Regions from separate parts of the Rattus norvegicus genome. Here region 1 is linked to region 2. Evidence: chromatin contacts called from public Hi-C data. All regions are on one chromosome and are shown on one strand. The core of a region is the stretch at or near the end of the contact, and the rest is flanking DNA. Distances in the headings are between cores, read along the strand shown.

What was found. A called contact is a pair of places that touch in the nucleus more often than the background predicts.
Region 1: a Hi-C map of the A7r5 cell line shows a contact between it and region 2, with 4 times the contacts expected there. The contact joins two enhancer-like sites. A contact is called at or near these places in 10 of 12 Hi-C or Micro-C datasets (the A7r5 cell line, the Rat2 cell line, Schwann cells and 5 more).

What each region holds. Positions count from the first base shown.
Region 1 is chr11:79,942,543-79,947,111 of GRCr8, forward strand. Kalrn (kalirin, RhoGEF kinase) reads left to right here. Exons shown (of 60, transcript NM_032062.2): 6 at 1,059-1,181. Among named protein-coding and RNA genes, the nearest start is that of Kalrn, 180 kb to the left of the region's middle. Within about 2 kb of position 1,584, at least 9 of the 93 cell types and tissues checked have an H3K27ac peak or open chromatin away from gene starts, as enhancers often do. A contact at or near this core is called in the A7r5 cell line, where this site is marked.
Region 2 is chr11:79,681,483-79,685,814 of GRCr8, forward strand. No RefSeq gene overlaps it. Among named protein-coding and RNA genes, the nearest start is that of Ropn1, 51 kb to the left of the region's middle. Within about 2 kb of position 1,854, at least 12 of the 93 cell types and tissues checked have an H3K27ac peak or open chromatin away from gene starts, as enhancers often do. A contact at or near this core is called in the A7r5 cell line, where this site is marked.

The sequences.
Region 1 (4,569 bases), core at 334-2,833, 260 kb after region 2:
GCCTGGCTGTCTCACCTGAGTGTTCTGGACAGCAAACTACAAACCCTAACTTAGAGTGGACTGAGTAATAGAGGGGGAGAGTCTCGCCTCAGGTCCTCAGAAGTCCAGAGAGAAGATGGAACTTAGGCTCAGCTCAATCAGGGGTTTGGCTGTTTGCTGCAGCCGCCTTGACTCCACCCTTTGCTTTTATTGGCGTGTGGTAGATGGCTACAGCAGGCAGAATTGGTGACACGCAAGACAGTGTCAAAGGAAGAGACACCATGCCTAAAGAAGTGCTCCCCGGGGCTGGAGAGATGGCTCAGTGGTTAAGAGCACCGACTGCTCTTCCAGAGGTCCTGAGTTCAATTCCCAGCAACCACATGGTGGCTCACAACCATCTGTAATGAGATCTGATGCCCTCTTCTGGTGTGTCTGAAGACAGCGACAGTGTACTCATATATATAATAAATAAAAATATCTTTAAAAAATTAAAAAAAAAAGAAGTGCTCCCCGGCAGTTTCTCGCAAATGTCCCTACTTTCTTTATTGCATCGACTACATCATATTCTCATTTCTGAGACAGACTGAGTGCTTGGGAGGGAACATGCACTGGTTCTTATATCTGGTATCCTAAAGAGCTAGGAACTTCCTGGAACTGTGGCTCTGGTGAGTCTCCTTCTGTGTGGGGACTTCCAGGAGAAGTCATGGCTACCTGAATGAGTGGGCTAGGCCTCCTGGCTTGCTCTCTCAGTACCGGTCCTCAAAGCATTCTAAAGACTTTACAAAGGGCCAGTAGCTACCTTGGGATAATAACCACCACCATCCTATCCCACTTCTCGCCCTCATGGTCTCTTTTCCCTAGGCTCTATAGAGAGACGGAAGCTTCCTGTGAATTTTTATGCCAAAGAAATGAGGATTCTCCTGTAAACTCAGCCTGTAGCCTACCCTGACTCCAGGGAGATAGCAGCTTCTCCTTGGGAAACAGCTAGAGGGCTTTATTCTTCTCTGTAGCTTTGAATGCTTTGTTCTGCTTGACCTGTGACCTTTCTCGTCACTTTGTCCCCTTCTTCTCCCTTCTAGATGTTCGACTGGATAAGCCACAACAAGGAGTTATTTCTTCAGAGCCACACAGAGATCGGAGTCAGCTACCAGCATGCACTAGACCTCCAGACACAGCACAATCACTTTGCCATGAACTCCATGGTGAGTGGAAAGGTCGTTCTCAGTGTGCCTCTGGGACAGGACAAGAAAGGGCCGGCTGGGACAAAGGAAGAGGAGGAGCAAACGAATTAGAATAGGGAGCACTGACCACTCAAATCCTTTACCAGTGCACTTTCCAATATGGGGACCTGTGCAGGGCGCTGGGCCAGCCAGCTGTTCCTACAGCAGATCTCCACTCCACTTTGCACCATGAAAGGAATGTGCCTTGGGGTTGTAGGGGGCAGTAGCTTAGACAAGGCTGAAAGGCCAGAGAGTCACCAGTTCCACGTCACTGACTTCACTGACATTTTTTTTTTTTTTGGTCCCCAGCATGTGTGAGTCACTGAGCAGGGACAGAGAAGGGCTTAAAGCTATGTTGTATGGGGAAGTGTTGAATGACTTGTGGCTGCTCACAGAGGGAGGGAGAACCCTATGGGACGCACGATTGTTGCCTTCAGATAGTTGAGTGTTGAGTCAGAGAGAAGGGAGAAGAATTGTTTTATGTTGTTCTAGAAGGCAGAAGTTTCCAGAGGACGGCAGTCTGTGGAGTCGGCAGTGTGACTGACAGGGAGGGGAGGGACACGGGAGGGAGCACACATGATGGGAGTGTTCGGGTGGGCTTGAAGTTAGAAGAGACCATTTACTCTCAACGTGGCCACAGGGGTTTACCTCAATGTTTTAACTTCTTCATCTGTGACATATAAATTGTAACTATCCCAGAAGTTTGCTCAGGGAATCAACAAGATAATGGTAAAGAAGTTGGAACTGTGTCTGGCCCATGGTAGGTCATCAGTAAATGCAGGTATCATGGTAGACCTGGGAGTCTAGAGTGGGTAGCACGTGATCACTCAGACACCAGCTTTGGGGATGCTATGCTTCCTGTGTCAACGCTTCAAGGCTTCCTTTTGAAATCTTTGTCCTTAAACCTTCTTATATTCCAAACACATGGAGCCTACGAATGCATCCACCAAAGACACTGTTTTGTTTTGTTTTTTTTTTTTGTTTGTTTGTTTCTACTCCCTCGTTCTGGCTCTGTTGGTCCAAAGACACAGCTCCACCATCTTCCCTGAAAGAAACAAAGGGTATTCTTCACCCTTTGCAGCTTTGCCCCTGAGAGTGGGAGACAAACGGGAATCTGGAAGATGGCGGGGTAAGGAAGAAAATTCCATGGTCAACAAATCAACGGAATTGTTTTAAATGTGCTTCATACGGGACCCAACACGCTGAAGAAGAAATGATTCTATCCTGTGGTCGTTCGTTGTCCGCACACAGAGCTGAAACTCGGTCTCAGTGTCATCTGATGTACATTGCCAGATACGCTAAGTTAACCCAGGACATTAAACTCTAAGCAGCTGGAAGCCAGCTCAAAGTAGGCTCATCGCAGGTACCAGTGACAGAGTTAGAGCAGCCACCATCTCAGATGCTGCCAGACACTGGCCTGACAAAGTGTGAGACCAAACACAGCAGGCTCTAAGAAGTGACGTGTCCATTGGTCAGTTTCCAGGCACATTTCCGTGGTCAGTATCAACCTCAGTACCCATCTACAACTTTAAGGGGACAGGGTCATGTTGCTCCACTGCGGGCTGATTGGGAACAGTCGTAACAGGCGTAGGGAGCCACCACAGGCTGTTAACCAGAGATGGACACTGTAAGGTTTGCACAGGGAGATCATTAACCACAGAAAACAAGATCGTGAAGCCAGGTAGGAAAACCAACATGGTCCTGTGATGACACTGGGGCACAACCCAGTCTTGTGTACTCATCTAAATGTAGCTACCCCTCCCCTCCCAACTATAATTATTTCTTATCCCAGACTCAGTCCCACAGGAACAAAGTAATTGATCACAGGTGATTAGACTGTGAAGTCAAATCTAGTCAAGTTTGATTATCTGTGTGCCTTGTGGAGTTTCCCCTGAAGACAGTTACAAATTCTGTGTCAGAATTTTCACATCACCCAACTGCCTGGCCCCGAAGGCAGTCAGGCTCATTTTAATAAGCAGCAAAGGCAAACATAATTAGGGAGGTAAGGCTGCCACCAAGCCCCTTGAACCATGCGTTAAGAGCTAGACAGAGAGTGCCTTTGGCTGTGAATTATCTGCATTACTGCTCTCCCCAGTTACCGTGGGTAACTATGAGTTAACGGCACACTGAAAACCTTTACGGTGACAAATCTACTGTGGAAGTCATTTTCAGGACAAAAACAAGGAAGGAAATACTGAGGAGAGCATCTTCTGAACCTGGAAGGGGGAAGATTTAATACCAATAGCCAATTAGTGTGAAGCAATCCATCCACAGCCTCCCTTAGCTCCTCAGTGACTGAGCCAGCAGCAAGCAGCAGCAAGACCAGACGTCTGTAGCCTGATTAGGCTGGCTCTCCTCTCAGGCTGCTGAGGAAGGGAAGGGAAATCCCAGGATTGTTTGGTCAAATTGCATGGACACCCGTGCTTCATAAATGCAGCTCAGTGCCCTTGTTTTCTGGGAAGTTTACGGGCTTGTTATTAAAAGGAGCTTCCTACAAAGAGGGCTGGCATCGTTTCAAACAGGTGAATGGAGAGAATTACAGGCGCTTTCCCTGGCCTCGGTGATGAATGATGCTGCCAAGAAACAGATGAATGCCAGCAGCTACTCACGACTCCAGCCAATGACTTCAGGAATGATCAGTTCTTCAGGGAGAGTGGAGGAAAGGGGCAGGGATATGGATGGTTCTGTAAATTCATTGAGGCATTTCAGTCTCTGTTCTCTCTCTCTCTCTCTCTCTCTCTCTCTCTCTCTCTCTCTCTCCCCTCTGTCTGTCTGTCTCTCTCTCACACACACACATACACACACAACACACTCACACACAACACACACACACACAACACACATACACATACACACACAACACACAAGGCACATAGACATACACACAACACACATACACACACATACACACAACACACACACACACACACACACAAATCGTTTTGTAGTATACTTCCGGCTGCAGTTGAGTTCTTCACTGTTTAATCTTGTTTTACAACAGAACTAGACCCATGATTCTTAATTTGGGGAGGGTCATAGAGCCCTATTGTATAAAAGCTATGGGTCCTCTCTGCAGAGGAATATATATATACAGATGTTTTAAAATAGTTTTAAGAGAAACAATGCAGTGCTAAATCTTGATGATCAACCTCCCCAATTTTAGAACTCTAGAACTTGATAACTTCTTTTATTAGGTCACAGAACAAGTAACTGAGAGTCAGGTGTTGTGCCGGATGCTGGGGCTGTAGCAATGAACACACATACAGAGTCCTATTCCATAGAATTCATAAGAGAGACAGATGTTAAATGTATAACTTCATCAATAAATCCGTAATTACAAACCAACAGTCTCAAGTCGCAAAGCAAGGGT
Region 2 (4,332 bases), core at 604-3,103:
CAGAGGGCTGCCCTGGGCGGGACTGCTTCAACAAAACACATCTCTCTGTTTACACCAGAGGGAGCAATGACTCTGAGTATCTAGAGTCCAGAGTCTCCAAATAGGCTGTCCACTGAAGGCAGAGAACACAGGACTGTTCATGGAAGGCAAAAAAACACGGGGTTCCTAGGCTTTGGGGTTTAGAAGGAACTACATTGAGAGATCTTGAAAACAGGGTTAGGGTGCAAGGTGGGCCCATTCTTTGTCATACTCTAAGAATTCTGGGAAGAGCCAATGTTCTTCTTGCCGATAATTCTGTTCACAAGCCTCCGCATCTTGTCTCTCAGGTTCCTTCAAGGCTCAGTTCTACACGCCCTGTCAAATCTTCGTGGGTGTAGGGAAAGTGAACTCATTTTAATACCAGCCTGAACCAGACATCACTGGGAAAGAAATCAGAGAAGCCATTCCAAAGTCAAATAAAAATAACTCCTGGGAGTGCATACTCTCTGGTCCCTCGTAGATGCTTGAGACTTGGCAGAGGAGAGCTCTGAGCTACTGGGAGATGCTCTGACTCGATTGTGCTGATGGTCCCACAGGTCTGTCTACACAACTGTCTTTACAATGCGCAGTGAAGGGCAGAAAACTAAGCTTTGGCTTAAAAAAATATATCTGCTGTGTGTCCACATTACTCTTCATCTATACCAGCAAAGATCGCTGAGAACTAAGTGTAACTCAGAATCCCTCCAAACTATATTGTACACACACACACACACACACACACACACACACACACACACATATATATATTCCAGTATATATTCAGAATATATATGTTTATTCCAAAGTCCTGAGCCACTAGTACCCATTTGGGTGCTGTAATGTTCTGGGTTATCTGTATCATGTACACACACACATACACTCATGTGAGAGACAAGATGTGGAGGTCTATGAACATAATTATTGGCAAGAACAACACATATATACTTTTATATATGCATATGTACATACATATACATACATATTGGCATGTACACACATATATCACATTTTACATATACATATATACATGCATATATATACACATATACATATATACACATATTATGGGTTCTTCTTGCCAATAATTATGTTCATAAGCCTCCACATCTTCCCTGTCTCACATCCTATATATGTACATGATAGGATAACCCAGAACAGTAGATATGGCACCCAAGTGGGTACTAGTGATCCCGGGACTTTGGAATGTTTACCGAGCAAAACTTGACTGACAGGCAGCGGGAAAGCAGGCAGCCAAAAAATGCAGGAGGATAAGCCAGATCAAACATTACAGGGGAGAGACAGAAAAGGGTGACCAACCGCAGGCATGATGCTGATCTGTTGACTCAGTAATGCGGACCGAACATGCTGTGAAAGTGCAGCAGGATTGGCGAGGTGGAGATGTTCACCGTGCCACCGGACAAAAGACCAAGTGGCCCTGACCTCTAGATGACAGGAAGTCTTTGTCATCTCCGTCTTTCCCATATCCCTAATTAAAAATTTGACATCACTTAAGTCAGGCACCGTGCCCTATGTATCCTGGCATCCAATATATCCTTCTCCCAGTTGGCCGGGCTCCCCTGGAGGTGTGGTGCAAGGAGATGAAGAGATGGAGTTACGATTCAGCACGGTGGCTTTTTGTCACTTTGGGACATCACTTATTCAATTTATTTATTTGTTTATCTAAGTCAATAAAGTTAGCACTGGTACAGAGCTAGTAGTAGTCTGTAAGACACCGGGGATGGGGAGCTCCAGGCCCCCCTTTCTTCATTCGTTAATGCTCATGCCGGGATCTCTGCGCCACTCTGATGACGGTGCCAGTGGCTGGCATGAGTAATGATGTGGTCACGCTCAGACCTCAGGGCCATACCTCAATGATCACTGTGCTCAGGCTGTGTGACACATAGAAGATTCCTTAGCTTTTTTGGTCTGCTTCTTTCCAAAGGGTGGCTCCCGGCCACTTAAGGCATCTTTGCTATAAAAATTCCATGAAAATGAAATTAAGTGTTTTAGTTTTGTTTGTTGAAAAGCTGCTCTTAAAAAAAAAACCCTTCTAAGGCATTTTTTGAAATTAATTCCTTATTGCCTCAAATCTCTAACTCACGTATAATTGTAAATCAAATTAACATTTGATCTTATCCAGGGCAATAGATCAAGTTTCTCTCTCTCTCTCTCTCTCTCTCTCTCTCTCTCTCTCTCTCTCTCTCTCTCTTTCTCTTATTTCTTTCTGTGTGTATGTACTATTTATGTATATATATGTATATATATATATTTGTGTAGGTGCACATGTGTGTGTTTGTGCATGCGTGTGCATGTTTCTGTAGGAAGAAGGCTGTTGTTGGCTGTCTTCCTAGCTTTCTGCCTTACGTTTTGAGAGGTGATCTCTCACTGAACCCAGAGCTCACTGACTGGCTAAGCTAGTTGGCCAATGACCTATTGGATCTGCTTGTCTCTGCGTGTCCCTGGCTCTGGGATTGCCCATACATCAGATCTGACTTTTATATGGGTGTTGAGAATCCATGCTTATGTGGTAGGCATTTTACCAACTAAGCCATCTTTCCAATCCCGGCCAAGGTTTTTGACAAGCCTCTCTGGCTCCCAGTGTTTGCTGTCTCCTTCATCTCTCCTCAAACAGCAGCAGCAGCAGCAGCAACAACAAAATACAAGTCAACAGACACAAAATCCCCTCTCCTCTCGAAGTCCAGTCACACCATAAATACCTCTAAACTCTCCAGGGGCTTCTTCAAGTACATAACACATGCTCTCTCTCAGACCATCACACCACTCTCAGTTGGGAGTTGCTAGGGGAGGATTCAAATTCTTCTCTTGTCCATTTATAACGCATGACTCAAAATGTCTCTAACCCTCAGTGTTTTCATCTGAAAGAGGGGTCAATAATATGTAGTTTGAGCTCCAGTGCCATCTATCTAAGATGATGGGTTTGTGACATGTAGCATGCCGCCACTTGGCATTAGAAAGCAGTGGTGGGGGGCTGGGGATTTAGCTCAGTGGTAGAGCGCTGGCCTAGGAAGCGCAAGGCCCCGGGTTCGGTCCCCAGCTCCGAAAAAAAAAGAACCAAAAAAAAAAAAAAAAAGGAAGCAGTGGTGGTTTTATGAAAGACTGACAGAGATAGAGGCTGAGGAAAAAGAGAAAAGTCCAGCAGTCTTTTGGAATGGAGAAACTGAAACCTTTGCTTTAGTTGAGTGGCTGCTGCTAACAGTGGCGGTGGCAGTGGTGGTGGTGGTGGTGGTGGTGGTGGTGGTGGTGGTGTGTGTGTGTGTGTGTGTGTGTGATAGAATTTTAGAGTGTTAAGATCAAGAGTGTATGTTATTTATCTGAGAGGCATGACATTCTAAGAGGGTATTAAATCACCCATATGCTCTTGACCCAAGACTGGGAGGGGTTTTTTTCTTTAATCTAGTATCCAGCCATTAACAGGAGGGTGCATGGGATAACGATGGGGAAATGTCAAGTCCTAGACAGCTATGAGGGCCAAACCTGCACATGCCGCCATCAGATTACCTACACATCCCCCCAGGAGAGGCTGATAACTCTGGCCCTCTCCAGAACAGACATCATTCCACCCAACAGGTCAGCGTCAGTGTCAGCAAGGGGCTGAGAACCTGGAAATGGAGCCTGCCTGATAATCCAAGAAAAACAGACAATTGGCTCGGGCTATGATTCCAGTTGGTTGGAATTTATAGCTGACTGAACAATGACCACATTCATGAACTGAACTTCTGCTTTCCCTCCCTTTGCCCAAAGCCCTTCATCTCTCCTCCTAACAGATAGCCAACTGTGCTCTGAGATTGGTACTGTTAACACCTGCAAGTGCTGGCCGGCCTTGATTGCTGTGTAACAAAACCTGACGTGCACGGTTTGAAAGCAGTTACGGCCTGCAAGCCTAGTGTCATTATGAGGAAGTGAAAGTTAAAATAGAGCCCCATGCAGGAGGAGAGTGCATCTATTTTTTCTGCTCCTTTAGAGCTGGTAGCTAGTGAGGAACTTTTGGGGGGTGACCATCTTGTTTTGCATGGGACATTCCTGGTTTCAACTATGAACATTCTTGTGTTTCAGGGAAGTCCTAAGTCCCCAGCAATATGGAAAACTTGATCCTCCTACATGTGGCTCCTAATAGGTGTCCAATAAACTTATCAATCAAGAGAAATATATTAAAGTTCGGGGATGTAGGTAAGCGGTAGTAGTATGTTTGTCTATGCACACACAAGGCCCTGGGTTCGAAAGACAAATCATCTGTATGGAGAAATACATTTTAAAAGAGCACTGGAAATGTTATTGGAATCATAAAGCAATGCA